2 separate regions of the Pan troglodytes genome follow, and region 2 is linked to region 1. Evidence: chromatin contacts called from public HiChIP or PLAC-seq data. All regions are on one chromosome and are shown on one strand. Each heading gives the region's core, a stretch centred on a gene start, on an enhancer-like site or on the middle of the called end of the contact. The rest is flanking DNA. Distances are from core to core; before and after follow the strand shown.

The links. HiChIP or PLAC-seq counts read pairs in DNA pulled down with a chosen protein or histone mark.
Region 2: an H3K4me3 HiChIP or PLAC-seq map of stem cell-derived excitatory neurons shows a contact between it and region 1, with 4 times the contacts expected there. The contact joins the promoter of ARNT here to the promoter of CERS2 in region 1. A contact is called at or near these places in 1 of 7 Hi-C or Micro-C datasets (stem cell-derived neural progenitor cells) and 1 of 1 datasets of contacts at active chromatin or transcription factors (stem cell-derived excitatory neurons).

The regions. Positions count from the first base shown.
Region 1 is chr1:98,238,821-98,241,755 of NHGRI_mPanTro3-v2.0_pri, forward strand. It overlaps CERS2 (ceramide synthase 2), which reads left to right and starts at 1,363. Exons shown (of 11, transcript XM_054670785.2): 1 at 1,363-1,641.
Region 2 is chr1:98,336,928-98,339,862 of NHGRI_mPanTro3-v2.0_pri, forward strand. ARNT (aryl hydrocarbon receptor nuclear translocator) reads left to right here and starts at 1,526. Exons shown (of 21, transcript XM_009430835.5): 1 at 1,526-1,753. The coding sequence starts at 1,729.

The DNA of each region.
Region 1 (2,935 bases), core at 113-2,612:
GAAAAAAAAAAGAAAGGAAAGAAAGATACAATGGAAGATATGCTAATAAGGGAGGGAGGAGAAAAACACAGCTGGAGGGGTTGCTGGAAACTGGGAGATCAGGCAGGCCTGGGGCTTAGAAAAGCCTAGAGAAACCCTGGGAGCTGGTTAGGGGCCACCACTCTCATCTTTCCCATGGTGTGTCAGGGCTGCGGGTCCCCCTGAAAAGAGAGGCAGAACAAACAGTTGGGTCAGACAGCCTCTACCTCCTTACCCTCCAGAAAGGGCCTGAGATGAGGGATGGGCCCTCCAACTGGATTAGTGGGGGTTGCACTCCTTCCTACGAGGACTTGACCAGATAAACGGGGAAACAAGCTACTGTCAGAGGCTCTGATTGCAACAGCATAAAAAAGGCAATACTTCATCTAGGTGAGAAATTTGACAAAAGTACCTCTCCATGGAGTAAGCTGCAGCTCTCCCTGTATAGGAGCCCTCAAATACATCTTAGTCACCACTCGTTCACGTTAGGAGTTAAGACCAGCTTTCTAGGAAAACCATGTTGCATCTTCCAACAGTAATTACTTCTGAAACAGTAATTTTACCACACGACTCAAGGGGAAAACTTTTTTTTTTTTTAATTTATAAAGGAGTTGGGGGTCTCGCTATGTTGACCAGGCTGGTCTTGAACTCTGACCTCAAGTGATCTGCCCACCTCGGCCTCCCAAAGTGCTGAGATTACAGGCATAAGCCACCGCGCCAGGCCAAGGGGAGAACACTTTTTTTTTTTTTTTTTCCTGAGACGGAGTCTCACTCTGTCGCCCAGGCTGGAGTGCAGTGGCGAGATCTCGGCTCACTGCAAACTCCACCTCCAGGGTTCAAGCGATTCTCGTGGCTCAGCCTCCCGAGTAGCTGGGATTACAAGCGCGAGCCACCGTGCCCGGCTAATTTTTGTATTTTTAGTAGAGACAGGGTTTAACCATGTTGGCCAGGGTGGTCTCGAACGCCTGACCTCAGGTGATCTGCCCGCCTCGGCCTCCCAAAGTGCTGGGATTACAGGCGTGAGCCACCGCGCCCGGCCGGAAAACACTTTTTAACACGAAATCGAATACGGATAAACGTGGTGTCATTTGAAAACTCATACATTTTACAAAACAAAAGTTGGGGTGGCTCTTTCAGACAGGGCCGCCGGGTGTGCGCAAGTTCGGGTTTGCTCTTCCTTGCCACGGGGGTAGGTCCCGTAGCACCTAGGTGGAAAGGCCGCGGCTTTTACGGCGGGGTAGGCGAGGGTCGCCCGAGTGATCGCAGGCTCCGACTGGGTCTCGAGGGTCGGCTGCTTCGGTCTGCCCTGGAGAGGTTTTCAGCTTCGGCGCGAGGCACTTGGGCAGGATCCCCGGGCTGCACCCTCCTCCGCCCGCGCCCCGTGGGGCTGGAAGTGGGAATGTGCCCACCCTGGCGGGCACCGGGGGCCGCACAGCAGTTGGGGGTGGGTGGGGGTGGGTAGGAGTAAGGGGGCAGGGACACCGCCACTCGGAGCCCGGGACCCCGCGGCATCCAGTGCGTCTGTGTCGGTCCCAGTGGGAGACCTCCCACCCCGAAAAGAGACCGAAGTGGCGGAAGGAGCCCGCACCCGCCTCCCCACGTCGGCGGCTTCTCTAGCGCAAGGTGACGGGCGTGGACGCGGCTGTGGGGCCGGGAGCGGAGGGCTGGGGTCTGGGCTCCCGCGCCGGGGCGAAGGGGCAGCCGCAGCGCAGAGGCCCGCCCCGCCCTCCCCTCCCGTCCACGCCCAGCCTCCCGGCCCTTGGGCTGCTCGCGGCCTTTTCCCGGCTGGGCTCGGACTCAGCTCGACTGGGCTCGGCGGGCGGCGGCGGCGGCGCCGGCGGCTGGCGGAGGAGGGAGGGCGAGGGCGGGCGCGGGCCGGCGGGCGGGCGGAAGAGGGAGGAGAGGCGCGGGGAGCCAGGCCTCGGGGCCTCGGAGCAGCCACCCGAGCAGACGGAGTACACGGAGCAGCGGCCCCGGCCCCGCCAGCGCTGCCGCCGGGTGAGTCGGGGCCCCCGCCCGGCGCCCGAGCCCCGCGCGGGGGTGGGAAGGGGCTGCGGAAAAGTTGGGAGCCCCGGGTGCCGCTTTGTCGCGGGGCCACGGAGGGGTCGGGCTGGGAAGGCCGCGGGGCCGGGGCGAGGAGGGAGGCGGCGCTGGCGGGGGGCGCTGCGGGCGCTCATGGCGGCGGCCGCCGGGTAAGGCGGGCGCAGCGCCTCAAGGGAGCGGCCGGGGCCGGCGGGCCTGGCGCCGCGGTGTCCGCGGCAGCGCCGCCCTGAGCCGGAGAAGCTTTCCCGGGCAACAGGTAGGGCGGAAGGTGGGGACGCGGGGGCTGCGGGCGACGGGGCCGAGCCGCGGGCTTCCCTTTGTTGGGGAGTGGAGGAGCTTGGTGACCATTGGCGCGAGAGCCTCCACCCTGGCAGCGGCCCGCGGGGTTGCCCTGGCCTGGACGCGTCCTGTGGCTTGGGTGGGAGGAGAGGGGAGGGCCCTGCCCCGTTTTCTTCCTACCGGCCCACCGTGCCCACCTCGCAGGCGAGGTCAGAGCTTCCATGTGCTTAACGGGAAACAGGAAGGAGCGGCCCAGAGCGCCTGCCCCGGCCCGGTAGGGCTAAGGCATACCGTTATGAGGTGTGGGTGGCTGGCAAGGGAGCTCCTGGTGGAACTGGCTTTCTGGGCCGTAGCTTGTTAATCACTAGAGGCCCGTGGCAAGTGGGTTGACTGCAGGTGTAGAGCACTCATCTTTAGCCTGCAGTTGGAGTCTCTCCCTCCCTAAGCCTAGCTCCTGGCATCAAAACCTGGTTTCAGTCACCTGAGTTGCCAGGCCCAGGTTCAGGGGGTTCTGAGGATCGTGGCGAATGCAGTGAGCCCCTGTTCCTGGAGAAGTGAGTCCGAGCAGGTCTCCAGCAGGCAGTCACCCCCATAT
Region 2 (2,935 bases), core at 276-2,775, 98 kb after region 1:
TGTTGTGAGGATTAAATGAGTAAATACATATAAAGCATTTTGGACAGTGCCTACCTCGAATAGCTCAATGCTTCCTATTACCAGGAAATAAAAATTAGCCGGGCGTGGTGGTGCGCGCCTGTAATCCCAGCTACTCAGGAGGCTGAGGCAGGATAACTGCTTGAACCCGGGAGGGAGAGGTTGCAGTGAGCCAAAATCGCACCACTGCACTCCAGCCTGGGCGATGGAGCAAGACTCCATCTCAGAAAAAAATAAAGAAAAAAGAAAATAAATCTGCACAGCCATCATCTTATTGATTCCCTATTAAAAACTCCTCACTGGCCAGGTGTGGTGGCTCACGCCTGTAATCCCAACAGTTTGTGAGACCGAGGCGGGCGGATTGCCTGATGGCAGGAGTTCGAGACCAGCCTGGCCAACATCGTGAAACTCCATCTCTACTAAAAATACAAAAAACATTAGCCAGGCGTGTGGCGTGCGCCTGTAATCCCAGCTACTCAGGAGACTGAGGCAGGGGAATTGCTTGAGCCGGGGAGGTGGAGGTTGCAATGAGCCGAGATTGCGCCACTGCCACTCCAGCCTGGGCGACAGGAAACTCCATCTCTACTAAAAATACAAAAAACATTAGCCAGGCGTGTGGCGTGCGCCTGTAATCCCAGCTACTCAGGAGACTGAGGCAGGGGAATTGCTTGAACCGGGGAGGTGGAGGTTGCAGTGAGCCGAGATTGCGCCACTGCACTCCAGCCTGGGCGACAGAGCGAGACTCTGTCTCAAAAACAGACAAACAAAACTCCTCACTCTGTCCCTGTCACTGACCAAAGAAGTTACCCATTCTCAAATTACTTTCTTCATCCATTGCCTCCAATTTTGGCTGGCAATATCTCCCATACCAAACCGTTAACACCTGGATCCTTTTAGACTACCAGTTCCATAGCAGGCATTCAAAAGTTAGTCATTTAACTTTTTCACCAGGGACAAAAGTCCTTAAAAGAGGAAAAAAACTGGAAAGGATTACAAATCACCATGTGAAGTTTAGGTGCTCTTTAGCACCTCTTGTTGCCCAGACTGGCGTGCAGTGGGCGCTATCTCGGCTCACTGCAACCTCTGCCTCCCAGGTTCAAGCGATTCTCCTGCCTCAGCCTCCCAAGAAGCTGGGATTACAGGCATGCGCCACCACGCCCGGCTAATTTTGTATTTTTAGTAGAGACGGGGTTTCGCCATGTTGGCCAGGCTGGTTTCGAACCCCTGACCACAGCTGATCCGGCCGCCTCGGCCTCCCAAAGTGCTGGGATTACAGACGCGAGCCACCGCGCCCAGCCTAAAATACCCATTTTAATTGCATTTCAATGACGTTACTCGGTCATTGACCTCTTACGCAAGGAGGGCGAGATTAGGGAGACAGCTGGACTTCTTCCTCGCCCTCCCTTCACTGGACTGGCTGGCGCAGTGAGTAGCCCTGCCCTTGGTCGATTTGGCATTTTCATTGGTCAATTTTTCTTAGGAGGCTGGCCGTGTGTTGACTCCGCCTACTATATAGGCGGGGTCTCCCCGCCGCAGGGGCTGGGATGCTGGGGGCTGCTGAAGCCGCCATCTTGGATTCCGCGGTAGCGGAGGCGGCGGTCAGGCGCCGCTTCTGGGGAGTGGCCTTTCTTTTCCCCTCCCTCCCGGTTCGGTGGCGGCGGCTCCTCCCACTGGGGGGGGGGTGGCGCGGCGGCGGTGGCATCTGCGGCCATGGCGGCGACTACTGCCAACCCCGGTGAGGAGACGGAGGACTGGAGCGCCTCTAAAGGGGAGGGGCCGAAGGGGCTGACAACTAAGGAGACCCAGGGCTGAGGGGACGCAGCTGGAGCTGAAGGCGCCGGGGCGGGGCGGGGGCCGCGAGAGACGGTGGGGGAGCGGTGACCTGGGGAGGGGCCCGATCCCGGGGACTTGGGTAGACTCGAGTATACCCAAGGGAGCGAGGGGGCAGGTGGGAGTTGGGGGGGGGCTCCCTGTCCTGACCTCCGCTGGAGCGGCAGCCAGTGCGGGGCTGGCCCGCCCTCACTCCTCGGGCGGCGTCTGGTCTGTGATGTGGTCCTCTTTTAACCCTCTGCCCGCTGGAGCCGCTTGATGCCGAAAACTGTAGGCAGAGTGTCTCGGTTTACTTTAAGAGTAGTTTGGATTCATAAACCCTGGACCACACTGTTCTTTAGTTGAGGCGTTGCTTCCAAACATTTAAAGGTTTAGATTTTAATTTAAAAAATAAGAAATGGACATTCTTTGATATATACGACGTTTCTTTAGGCTGTTACCTCCCACCCGCAACCCCCGTCCCCGTCTCCGTCCCCGGACTATACTTTGAAACTTAGATCTTGTGTTAAGAGGGCCTGTAGTGTCTTTGCCTGCTGAGGGCAGGGGTTTGTGTAATGGTTGTGGTTCCGGACAGGTCTTTAGTTCCACAGCCCCAGGTTTAAATCTTGTTAGGCCTACATCGAGGCAATTTCCAAACTCTTTCAGAAAAGTTTGATTCCACACCATTTCTCAATTTCAAAAAATAATCAAATATCAAAAAGGTTTGGTCTGTTTTGTCTAAGAGATGGAGTAGGGTGTAGTGCAGTTCTAGAGAGATCAGATCTTCAAATTACTAGTCCCAGCCCTCTTTCCTCTATGTTACAGTTATTTCTCTTTAGAAGGCATTTCATTTTAGGGGTCTAGTTTATCTTGCAGACCTTGGTTATTCTTGCCAAATAAAGTCTATCCTTTTCCAAAAACCAATATATTTGATAGCCTTAAAAAGGGCCTTGAGATATGTGTGTGTGTTGCGTGGGGCGGAGAATTTCTTGAAAATAAAACAGTGGGAGTGATTACCCCCATCCCCACGTTGAAATTTAGATTTTTTTTCATGTTACTGAAAGGCAGTATGATTTTGCAATATCCAGATTTTGATAGGACGGTTGAA